Linked DNA regions of Danio rerio: region 1 is linked to region 2. Evidence: chromatin contacts called from public HiChIP or PLAC-seq data. All regions are on one chromosome and are shown on one strand. The core of a region is the stretch at or near the end of the contact, and the rest is flanking DNA. Distances in the headings are between cores, read along the strand shown. Region 1 holds the start of rnaseka (ribonuclease, RNase K a). Region 2 holds the start of arrb2b (arrestin, beta 2b).

What was found. HiChIP or PLAC-seq counts read pairs in DNA pulled down with a chosen protein or histone mark.
Region 1: an H3K4me3 HiChIP or PLAC-seq map of gastrula embryo shows a contact between it and region 2, with 4 times the contacts expected there. The contact joins the promoter of rnaseka here to the promoter of arrb2b in region 2. A contact is called at or near these places in 4 of 18 Hi-C or Micro-C datasets (caudal fin, embryo, hematopoietic stem cells and 1 more) and 2 of 4 datasets of contacts at active chromatin or transcription factors (embryo and gastrula embryo).

Annotation. Positions count from the first base shown.
Region 1 is chr7:26,078,295-26,084,478 of GRCz12tu, reverse strand. rnaseka (ribonuclease, RNase K a) reads left to right here and starts at 3,989. Exons shown (of 3, transcript NM_001045405.2): 1 at 3,989-4,276; 2 at 4,573-4,655; 3 at 4,758-5,288. The coding sequence starts at 4,199. The coding sequence ends at 4,902. si:dkey-6n21.12 reads right to left here and starts at 3,502. Exons shown (of 7, transcript XM_017357018.4): 1 at 3,166-3,502; 2 at 1,338-1,555; 3 at 765-880; 4 at 599-686; 5 at 294-455. The coding sequence starts at 3,217. alox12 (arachidonate 12-lipoxygenase) reads right to left here. Exons shown (of 16, transcript NM_199618.1): 16 at 5,371-6,184.
Region 2 is chr7:25,943,433-25,949,925 of GRCz12tu, reverse strand. arrb2b (arrestin, beta 2b) reads right to left here and starts at 1,721. Exons shown (of 15, transcript NM_201124.1): 1 at 1,560-1,721. The coding sequence starts at 1,582. It overlaps LOC108190781 (a long non-coding RNA gene), which reads left to right and starts at 1,888. Exons shown (of 8, transcript XR_012383299.1): 1 at 1,888-2,204; 2 at 2,302-2,387. hmgb3a (high mobility group box 3a) reads right to left here. Exons shown (of 5, transcript NM_001122836.1): 4 at 5,483-5,657; 5 at 4,278-5,402. The coding sequence ends at 5,223.

The DNA.
Region 1 (6,184 bases), core at 2,740-5,239, 130 kb before region 2:
AAGGGGAAAAATGAATAAATATCTGCTCATTTTCTGTACAAGAAAAAATTTAATGTTCAAAAGAGTTACATTTTTACAGAATTCATGAAACATTTTTTGTGGATTCTTTGTTTTGATAAATATAATAAACCTGTGCTAAAAACCCAAACTTGAAAATGATAATGTACAAAATACTCTATTTAAAAAACTAATAGAAAATGATGCATAACTGTTTGAATAAATGCACTTTGTGAAAACACCCAATGCATAAAGTGAAATGTATGTTATGCAGTAATTGCATGCTCTCCTCTCACCTGTTTTTGCTCCAATCTCAATTTATGTCTGAGTACACTCAGTGCAGCTCTGACATCATTCTTGAACCCTCTTGATTTGGTTTTCTTAGGAGATGCAGAGCTTGAACCTCGCTCCTTCTCTAACTGCTGACTACTGCCACTCTTACTGGACTGTTTTGTCACCTGAAAAATGTAGCAAAATGAATAACAAGCTGTTATTAACCCCATCAAGTACAAATCCCAAAATTGTATGTCTCCATCCAAGTTGTTTAATATCGTTCACATTACTTTGCACCCAACAACAGTTAAAAAAAAAAAAAAAACACCTCTTTCTTTGCCTCTATTTCCTCTTCTTCCTCCTCACTTTCACTGTTGTTGATGAAGCAGAGCTGTAGATTCATTTGGCTCTGGAGCCTAGAATGTAAACAAGCACAGTTATTACAGATTTTTTCAGATTCTGATGAAGTTTGGGTTTTATGAAATCTGCGTGACCTTGATGTCAGAGAAGTGAGCCGACTGTTGCAATCATCCTCCATGTCCTCATAGGTTTCTCTGTGATTGCTTAGCCCTCGGATGTCTGGCCAGTCTACCGTCAGCCTGTCCAAGTCCTGCAGAAATATATTAAAGCATGATTTTGATGTGTACTAGTAAATGAAGTGTCACTCCAGTCAATCCACAACAAAAAAAAATATTCATTAAAATGTTTCACAATAGGGCAGCATGGTGGCTTAGTGATTAGTACTGTTGCCTCACAACAAGAAGGTGGCTGGTTCGAGTCTCAGCTGGGCAAGTTGGCATTTCTGAGTGGAGTTTGCATGTTCTCCCCATATTCGCATGGGTTTCCTCCGGGTGCTCCAGTTTCCCCCACGGTCCAAACACATGCGCTATAGGTGAATTGGGTAAATAAAATTGGTCATAGTGTATGTGTGTGAATGTGAGAGTGTATGGGTGTTTACCAATGCTGGATTACAACATTTGCCAGAATAGTTGGCAGTTCATTCTGCTATGGCAACCCCTGATGAAAAATTTAATTTAATGCGAAACTGTTTTTAATTTCATATAGACCTTTTCCCTTTGTCTCCGCTCCTCTTGTTGCTTCTCAAGTTCAGCGATACGAAGGCCCAGATCCTCCCAGTGCATGATGGGTAGGCCCAAGTCATCTTCAGGGTATCCCTCCTGCCATAATAATGCTGCTCCTTCTGCGTCCTCCTCCGTCTCGTCACTCTCTTTTTCATCTCCTCTCTCCCGCTCCTTTTCTTTTAGTCCATCCATTCTCAAGATGTCTAACAGGATAAGAGGGACACAAGGCCTCTGAGGATCAAGGAGACGATATATTTTAGGTGTAAAGCGTTTTTAAACACCAACATAACTCTCTTTATATTTTTGTAAGAGAAACCGCAATGAACAGATGACCCACCCAAATGTCAAACCCAAACATTCTGTCATCATTTACTCCCCCTCCACTGTTTCCAAAGCCTATTTGAGTTTTTTTCCAATTAGATATTTAGAAGATTGCTAGTAACTGGTAGCCACTGTCTTCCATAGTATTTTCCCCCTGACTTGGATGTTTAATAGCAACTGTTACCATCATTCTTCAAAATATCTTCTGTGTTTATTAAAAAATAAAAATATATAAATAAAGGTTTGGATTCACTTGAGGATTAATAAATGTTCATATTTGTGTGAAGTTTCAATCTAAAATTGGTTTTATTTAGTTGCTTCTAGTTGTAACAACAGCGATAATTATTTGACTGTTAACAAACAACATGTTTTTTTTTATTCCAGAGTAGTATGTAGCCATTTCATTTATTTCTAGCTCCCTTTCCAATTCTTATGTATTAAGTATAATTGAGCCCTACAGTTCTTATTCTAATTAGTTAGTGGTTTATCTTATTGCAATAAATCCAAGACTGTCTTTATGGCAGAAACAAATACATGTACACTGCTGTTTAAAATGTTGGGGTCAGTTTGGTTTTTAAATGTTTTTAAAAAAGCTTCTCCTGCTTACCAAAGCTGCATTCATATGATCAAAAACATATTACAAACTGTAAAATAGTGAAATGTTATTGCACTATAAATAACTGTTCAAAAGTAGTTTATCATTTAACTCAATCATTTATACCAGTGATTTTAATGGGGAATTTTTAACTTCATTACTCCAGTCTTCAGACACATGATCTTTTAGAAATCACTCTAATATGAATTATTATTATTATTATTGATAATTGTTATAAAAGCAAGAACGACTGGAGTAATAGTTTCATTTAAAACTACATACAATAAGAAAGCAGTTATTTAAAATTTTGGTGAACAGATTAATTTTCTTTACAGTGCTTATTCTTTGAGTGGTTTATTTTATTGGCATGAATCCAAGGCTATCTTTATGGCAGGAACAAATACATATACAAAAGTTACAAATGTACTTATACTAACTATTCAAATAATTACTAAAGTAATCTCTTTAGTCTTTAACGTGTAAAACACACACAATAGTTTCTAAATGGTAGACACTTGTGTCCACTTTTGTAACATTTTACCTACTACAAAGGCTAGTTGTGCAACATCTTTGTTTTATTTGACTTTTGGAGAAAATGGACGAAATGTCTTCTTATATTTTTTTCCTTGATCCGTTACAACATCCCCACAGCCATCTACCGTACTACCTCTGAAACTGCAATGGACAAAACTGCCCTGAAAAATCACTGACTAGTTTGGGAATTAAGTTTAATCAGAAAGGGAAATATATTTATTTCCATGTTTTAAAAGATTTGTACATTTCAGTTATTTAATAGGATTGTAATGTAGCATGATGCTATCCCCTTTGGCCACGTACTGAACTGACACGATGTGTCCTAAAGCTGAATCCTAAAAGTGTTTTTACCGGTATACTTACTCTTTTGGTGAATGTGTTGGCAAATTCTGTCCTGCTCTTCAACAGAACTCATACATTTCCATACTTTTCTTCAAGTCAAAGCTTGTTTTCCTCCGGGCTCGTCCCGTTACGCGCCCTCCTCAAGTCTTCGTTTATCCTTTTCTCTCTTTTTCATCCATGAAGATGATTCTGTTTCTCTTTTCAGCTCCTACCGCTAAACTAAGACTTTCATAAGCTTGTTTAAGGTTAATAATGTTACACAATTATAACAGTTTGTTTCTTAAAACCAAAGAATATAACTAAAACTCAACGCAGAGAGCAAAATCCTAAGGAATTTGGCGACGTTTTGTTATGGGTTGAGAGCATGAAGGGAGGAGGAATGAGCGAAGAGTCACAAAAGTTACCACTAAGGTGTCCAGTTTCAATCGTTTGCAAACACAGCTAATGCAAACTTATTAGATAAAACTTTAAAACTGAACAATAATGTAGTCAGTAACTAATGATGAATAGATGCACACAACGCTTTTTAAGACGAAAAACAAATTTGGGTTGAGGAGTCAAGCGTCAACAAGTCTAAACATGTTATATTAATGACAGGAAAACTGTAGGATTGTGTTTATATTTCGGTTAAACCTGTAAAATAGTGTTATAAAGTAACTTACAACTGTACATAAATTGTCAAAACGAAAAAAAAACTTTTTTAATCCGTTAAAGTGAGTCTGGTAAATGAAGTAAAAGTAAGTAAATTGCTTTGAATACACAGTCGTGGATCTCAGAATATCGGCAAGAATGTATTCTGAGCTATACAAAATGTGCTAAAAGTTTGTTTCAAACTTTCTATGACGTTACACTCTGTAGTTTCTCTACTTCCGCTTCCTCTAAAGTCAGCTGATTAAATCGGCTGACTGTTGACATCGATCCTACCGAGGTCAAAAAAACTCTAACAAAAGTAACTTCTGAAAGTTAAATCGACGGTCGCTTTAAGTTTGTTTCCTTTGAACCCGTCCTCTGGCATTTCAGGGTAACTGTAACCCAACCAGCGACTGCTCAGAAAATGGTTTCTTTGCTTTTCTGCGGTCCTAAACTGGCAGCGTGTGGACTGGTGCTGAGCATTTGGGGTGTTATTATGCTGGTAAGTTAACATGTTTTCTATAGTTTAGACATGTAAAAGACTCAATTTAAGCTTAGTAATAAGTACCTTCGCACAAACGGTCAACAATATCAGCAGCTTTGGGGTGGATCATGATGATTTAACGTTATTAAACATTACATTATAACATATTTCCTTACTACATTACGAAAGTAGCATATTAAATGTCATAGATTAATTAAAATGTATGAACTATCAATATAAAAACTAGTAGATTGTTGGTGATGTGTGAAATTACAGTCATGACACTATAGTTTACATTTTCTGATTTGTTTTAGGCATTGCTGGGGATTTTTTTCACCACTCATTCAGCTATTCTTATAGAGGACGTGCCTTTGACTGAGGAAGACTTACACAGCCAGTGAGTTCCGCTTGCTATTGAGTCACTCTGGAAAATAAAGAGCGTCTAACATAGGGGATGTCACATGCATTCATGACATTGTCTTTCTCTGTCTCCTTTCAGGGACACACCACCGCAAAGCGTCTATAAACTGTACAACCAAGTGGGATACAACTGCTTCATTGCAGCAGTAATCTACGTTGGCATAGGATTCCTGTCATTTTGTCAGGTTCGCCTGAACAAGCGCAAGGAATATCTGGTGCATTAGTACATGTGACTGGAGTTTAAACTCTACCTGTCCATTCCCTCACTGTGTCTATATGTAATAATGCTGTAATTGCTTTAAATTGAATGTGGATGTGTAAAATGGAATGAGATTATGTACTTTACTCTTGCCTTTCTGTCTTGAAGCTTCTCATAAATAGAAGATGAGTGAGTTTAATCATGTATGTGCGGTGCCTTAATTTGTCTTTTATAGTGCTGTTTGTATATGTGGACCTGTTAAACCTTTAAATGTCTATTATCTGCAAATGCTGTTGATAAATTATTGCCATTTTATTTATACACGTGTCAAATTTACAATCTGAGTAGGTGAATATTAGGTGGAAATCGACATGGTCCTGTTTTCACAATAAATGATTCATTCAAAATGGTGCCTGTGTTGTCAGTGTGCAGATTACTTTCAGATTGTATCCATTGCTCTATAATTACTTAATGAATAATAAAATGAATAAAATGATTTATAATTTTTTAATGAATGGTGTCCACAGATAAAGATATGCAGGAAAATATTACAAGTAAAATAAGAATACAACACTAAAATATGAAATAAAAATGTTTGGTGACACTTTAGGTCATACTTCACGATATTAACAAACCATTAACTAACACTACTACCTTAATAAACAACTAATTAACTGTTTATTCATAGTAAGGTAGAAGCTGAGTTTAGTTTATGGGAAGAATTGGGGATGCAGAATAAGATCATACTTCATAACCACTAATGAACAGTTAATATCTTAATAATAGGCAGGTAATAGGCGAGTAGTTAATAAAATAAATTGTGACCTAAAGTGTTAACAAAAATCTTTATTTGTAATGGACAAATGAAAAGCCAATGCATGCATATGTACACAGATTAAAGTTTAGTGATGATGCATTGTCTGCATCTGAAACAAAAATGTATTAAATATAAAACGTGTGTTTTCTAAAGCTGATGCATACAGTGGTAAAATATACACAGAAACAGCTCATAGAAAGTTCCGTTCAAACAGTTCAATGCACATTATTAGTTTAAAATCAAACTAAAAAACGGTTCACTAAAATGAATATAAAAAAGCTTTACGTACTGATGCTTTACAAAGTTTCAAATGATATATATTACAATTTTGACACATGCTGTGATAGATCCCATTGCTAAGCAAGTCATTGACTGGAAAAGATGGTACAAATGCGTATTTACATGTACTCTACCTGACAAAAGAATTGCCGTCGATCCCAGTTGTAATAGCAACAAATAATAACTTGACTTCTAATTGATCATTTGGAAA
Region 2 (6,493 bases), core at 472-2,971:
ATATATTCTCACTTTGTACATGCATCAAATATACCACAATAAACATGTGCAGCCTATTTTGTATAAAGCAGAGATACCCAAAGTAGAGCTTGTGGGACAAAGTTGCAACCTTTGATTATGCCCACCATGGATGGAGTGTTGGGGCAAATGAATTTAACACAGATTTCAGAGATCGTCATCACCTTTTTTTGTTTGTTGCTGTTTTATTGTTTCAATGAAATGTTGTAAATTAATCAGATTTTTTTCACATATAAATACTGTCACTAGACGGATGGAGGACTATACAGATGACATCAGCGAGCAAATCAAGGTAAAAACTAGTGTAATTCTGTTATAAATTACTTTGTTTTGTTTCATATAAAATACTGTATTAGTTCATGTAAAGCAATGTTTAATAGTCATTTTTAAACATTATTAAATAAATTTGGAAATTACCAATGGCAACCGTGTTTACCTTTGTCCCACTAGCCTCAATCAAGTTTGGTTTTAAACCCTTCATAAGAACACGTTTGGGCACCCCTGGTCTTAAGCTTCACCAAACTCACTAAAAATGTGATTTCTGGCCATTCTTTCTAATGTCATTCACAACAAGCCTCCCCCTGAAGCCCCCTGCTGTCACACGCCAGACCGACATCAAAGGGGGGAACATGCAGCCCTCTGATAAAGCCCCAAAACTTGGTCTTCAGACAGCCAGGAGGCAGAGAGCCGCGGGTGTCCTTCTCTGACGGTCTGAGAGCCGTGACATGGAAGCAGAACTGAAGGCACAACTGAGAGGATCTGCTGGGTTACTCATCAAACTCAGCGCACGTACATGGTCGCCCACGACTCGACTATCTATCTACACTGCGCCTACAGGGCCTGTTCTGCACACAGACACAGGGAGAGGTGTTAAAAAGACACTTCACACACACAGCAAAAGCCACTGCATTGCTGCAACAGGAAACGTCGAGGCCTTTTTTCTGAAAGTTGAGGAAGTGAGCGCGCAGTGATGAGCAGGAATTTCTCGCGCTGGGTGCGACAGACTTCTTGATTTCTGGCCGTGAGGCGGAAAATAATATAGTGTATCCTCGCTTGTAATGCATGTAACGTCAGTAATACAACAACATGTCGTGATAAGTGCTTGGCGTTGTCGCGAGTACATAAATAAACCAGCCACAACTTGAGACCAACAAGATAACAGCAGATCGCAGCTGATAATAGCGACTAAATGCAACACTCCTACGCGATTTCAGTTGCATTTGCTTTCCTATGGTGTCCAAGAGCAGGACGGAGGGCTGGTGAATCGTGCTGGTCAGTCACCCCACCCTGGCCGAAGTACAGGAGATGTCCAGTGATCATGTTTTAGGAGCGTTTGCTTCGAGTGCCTATGCATGTACACATCTTATGGGCTACAAACGAACGAGCTCAAATGCACTACTGGCTCCCCAAGACATCCCTCCAGCCTGGGAGGTTTGCAGGGAGTGTTCATCCTCGGGTGGGATGTTAGTACACAGTATCGTGACTTCAAAATTAGAAGTCAGAGCCTGAATTGAACCTGCGCTGTAAACTGTCTCTCTTACCTGGTCCCCGCCTTGTCGCCCATCTCCGCAGGCTGTTTCCTTCAGTAAAGGCTGGACACTTTGTAAGAGATGTTTCACAGAGACGAAACCTCGAATAAAGCGTTCCTCCTTTCCTCAATCAGTGCCAGTCTTGCAGGGTAGTTTCCGCAGCCCTGAGACGGAAGCCTCACTCGCCCCACTCCGCTCGCTGCTGCCGCTTCAGACAGCAAGCAACTGGGCTTTGGCCTGGGCGTTTGACAGGCAGAGCGAGTAGCCAATCACGAGCGGAGAATCTTCTACCGTCATCAGGCGGGTCATGATATCCGCCCACTTTGCCCAGGGGACCACCAATCAGAGATATGGTTGAGAAAGAACTTGTGCTGCTTTGGTACACACACATACACACACTACAAGGAAAAACTCAAACATTTGCATATTTACGTGTATCATATGGCGTATGTTCCGCGTTCTCGGGGGGAACGGCGAACTAGTGTTTGTAATGTATTTGACGGATTTGGAGTGCTCGCGCGTTTTCATCCTAATGTCAACCACAAAAATGATATCTCTGAAGGAAGTCCATTAAAATGTCAGAATGATGAGGCGAATGACATTACGCGGGATCAACAGACTGCAAAAACGTCTTAAACTACATTTTGTGAGGTGATGGTAATATTTCTCCTAGATAAACTAATACAGAGTTCGTTTAAGACTGAATATGACTCCCGTCTAATTTCAGTGTGTCACTAATGTCATTTTCCACAAGATTCCCATCATGGCATTATGTAACGCGCCCATGAACTCTCCTACTATAAAAGAGCCTTGCGCCATCTAGCGACCATCCAGAGAAAGGTAAACAACATCCACATACATATCGGAATATTCCTTTAGGCAACACATAAATAAATAAACAGCAGTAGTAACCTAGCTGCTGTTGATTACATATTTACAGTGATGAACTGTCTTAAAATGTTTTTTTATTGACATTAATCGAAGAATGTTTAATATCCATGACACTTTTTACTGGACAAGTTTCTTTAGATTGGGGTGCCCAAACATTTTAGTTTAAAGAGCCAAAAACCAAATATCATTGAATGCTTTGAGCTAAATGTAAATATACCAAAATGTATTACTCTAAAGTTGCCATGGGTCATTTCCTTGTATTTCATAATATTTCAAAATAAACATAAAACATTGCTTTAAATTGTATTAACTATTGCAGTATAACTTGTTAAATTATAACTTACTGCAATAAAAACAAACAATCACTTTTATAACACAGTGGAGTTCAATGCTGAATACACTGTTCAAGCAGAATCTGCCTTTGACTTGATTTTCCCAAAAGGCTTATTATTGGGTGACTGTGTACATTTAAACAGAATTTCATTAGTTTACAGCAGGGGTGTCCAAACTGAGTTTAGTCCCAACTTTCCTCAACACACCTGCCAGGACGTTTCTAGTATATACAGAAAATCTGCAGTCACACTGCACTTTTCTCCCCGTAGACTTTCATTCATACACACGCCAAGGCGTCAGACTGGAAACACAAGGTCGTGCGGCAAGTTTCGCAGTTCGCTGCGTTGGAAAGTTTAAGCTTGGTGAACTTTGACCTGCAAAATCGCATCACTTGACTGCGTGAGACCAATCAAGGATCAAAATATGACCTCTCTGGAATGAAATTTAAAACATGGAGCAATCGCTCGTTTTTTTAAACGTCTAATCATCTCGTTTAATCCCACCCCTTTTCGCAGTGCTGTACGACAGAATTTCGCATGCAAACTCTATTGTGACTGTGGCATAAGATCTTGATTAGCTGGTTCAGGTGTGTTTGATTAGGATTTGAGCAAAACTCTCTAGGAAACCGGCCCTCCAGGACTGAGTTTGGACACCACTGGTTTACAGCACTTAATTGAAAATTTTAATTTCAGTTAGCTTTTAACATAAAAACAAACAAACAAACAAACAATTACATTAAATTTGACCTGACAAACTCGAAACCATCTCCATCATTCTCAGATGGCATTGTGGTCCAAATCAAAGGGTTAACATGGGCCAACGTTAGCCCACGGGCCCTAGCTTGGGCATCTCTGCTTTAGATTGTCTTCACACTACAAAATTAATAGTTCTTTGGAGAACCCTAAATGACTTTGCAGAACAATGCACTTAGGGGCGACTTAACCAATAAGCAAGGTAAGCAGTCGCTTTGGGCCCAGGGGAATTATGGGCCCCCAACCAATACTAAAAAGCCTATATTAATCATATTTTATACATTTTTATCATATGTTGTAAAATCTGTCTATGAATGTTAAAGATTTTAACGTTATTTTATTCTTTTAATTTTATTTATTATTTTTTTATCTTGTTATTCTGTATGTCGTTGTCTATGTGTTAAAATAAATCAGCAGAGCCTATATTAAAATGCAGTATTTAAATGAGGTGGTTTGTTAGCCCAATGCTCAACCCCCCCAACTAGGAGAACCAGAACATACACTACAGACACCTTACCCAATTCTCCTACAGCGATCAAAACCATTGGAATCATTATTTAGTTTAAGGCACCTTAAATCATTCCCCCTCCAATTGTTCAGTCTTTTAAATATAAAACATCAAAATGAAAAGTGGAGTAGAAATGTTTAGAATATACAGTATTCTAGCCATAGTTTAATTATCCATACTTGTCAAAGTGACTCATGCTGGCATCCTATATATTCTTTGTCTGTTTCCAGAAAAACAACACACAAATAAAAACGTTTCAATTTAATTGCAAACCTCAAACATATAAAATGAAAATCATAGATACAGATAAGTACAGATTTATCATCAGCATTGTGTCTTACTTTATATTCAACCAAAACATGAGAATCAAACTAGAGATGCACGATATATCAGCGACCAAATCAACATTGGCCAATTTTTTTGTTCAGATATTTCTTTTTTTACGAGTGCTCATACTTGTTTTCCGCTAACGTTTGACCACATTTTACACAAATCTGTACTTTTATACATATATATATATATATATAGTGCATTCCTAGATCACACAACAGTTAATATTTATAGGGAAGATAATATAAATACCTTTCCTATACTGATCTTGGATGTGCTAATAATAATAAACGACATATAGCGCACCCGCCTGCAACAAAACTAACCAACGTGCTGGTGGCAACTGCTCTTTTTTGCACTGATTTTCTTTTTTCCTAAAACTGGACAAGAATGACGGCTTCAGCATGAAATGTCTGATATCGGCGCACAGTTACCAAACTATGACACCTTTCCACATGCAACACACCACAATCATAAACGATATCTACTCAACCATATACAGAGCTACGCACTCTTAAACTGAAAAGGAAAAATAGAAGGGATTTACAAATGTATGGTGTTACTTGTTTGAAGGCCTTTTTGTTATACAATTGGTAAAAGCATACAAACATGGGCTAGGAAGACACCGGGCTACGGTGATGAAGTGAGGTCTTCACATGCTCTCACACACACACGAAGCTGGAGGTCAAAAACGGTGGTTTTTCGGTCTCTAACCAACAGCACACGAAACATTCCACCTCTATTAAAACAACAACGGGGCTATGAAAGACCACCAGTGTATTCCGTATCTACTGGGGAAATAGGTATCATAATTGTAACACACACACACACGCACACACACTGAGAGAAATAAAAATGAGTCTATTCGTCGTCGTCATATTCGTCATCATCCTCTTCCTCTTCTTCGTCTTCCTCGTCATCTTCTTCATCGTCCATGTTGCTCTTCATCATGGGTTTGGGAGGCATACAGTTAGCCATTGGCATCCCCATGCCCATGGAAACACCTCCGGCCTTGCTCTTCGTCTTGTAGTCCGCAACATCCTGCATGAAAATGCAAATATTGTTAAAATTTGCTGCCATTTTTAATATGCTGCATGGAGGATGGAAGTATGGAGACATGCCTTTTGGTACTTGTCCTTCAGCTTGTTGGCTTTCATCAAGAAGGGTTGTTTGTTAGCATCTGTGAGGCCATTCCACATCTCGCCCAGTTTTTTGGCCACATCTCCGATGCCCAGGCTGGGATACTGAGCCTTGATTTGAGGACGATGTTCAGAGCAGAACAGGAAAAATCCAGAGCTGTTGAACAATAGAGATTGGAAAGTTCAACAATGATTGTGTATGAGCAATAACACTCATTTTAAAACTACGAAAATTATTTAATAATAGTTTTTTATTATTGTTATTCATTACCAAACTACAGAAATGCAATATAACATTTAACCCCCACTCTTAGTACATATTTAAAATGTTAAAACATCAATAAACAGGATAATTAAAGGAACTCTTAATCAACTTTTAGATAAATTTATAGGGGGCGACGCGTTGCGCAGTGGGTATCGCAATCGCCTTACAGCAAGTAGGTTGCTGTTTCGGGCCTCGGCTGCGTCAGTAGGCATTTCTGTATGGACTTTGCATGTTCTCCCCGTGTTTGTGTGGGTTTCCTCCGGGTGCTCCGGTTTCAAGTACAAAGACATACATTATAGGTGAATTGGGAAGGCTAAATTGTCTGTAGTGTATGTGTGTGAATGGGAGTGTTTCCCAGTGATGGGTTACAGCTGGAAGGGCATCGGCTGCATAAAACATGTGCTGGATGAGTTCATTTCGCTGTAGTGACCCCAGATTAATAAAGGGATTAAGCTGAAAAGAAAATATTAAATTTATAAAGAGCTTTCCTATTCTGTAAACAAACTGATGACTAATAAATTCAAACCCTAATTTTAATTATTTATCAAGAAAAACTATTTAAACTCCTACATAATATTTGATTTAAATTGAGGTTTTAAAAACTGATAATTTTGAATGTAAAACAAAATAACAATTAGAAACCCTGTCATAATTTTTAAAATCATTTATTTAATTATCCAAATCAGCAAGAACTACAAAATACATAAGTAAAATTATAGCATTTTTAT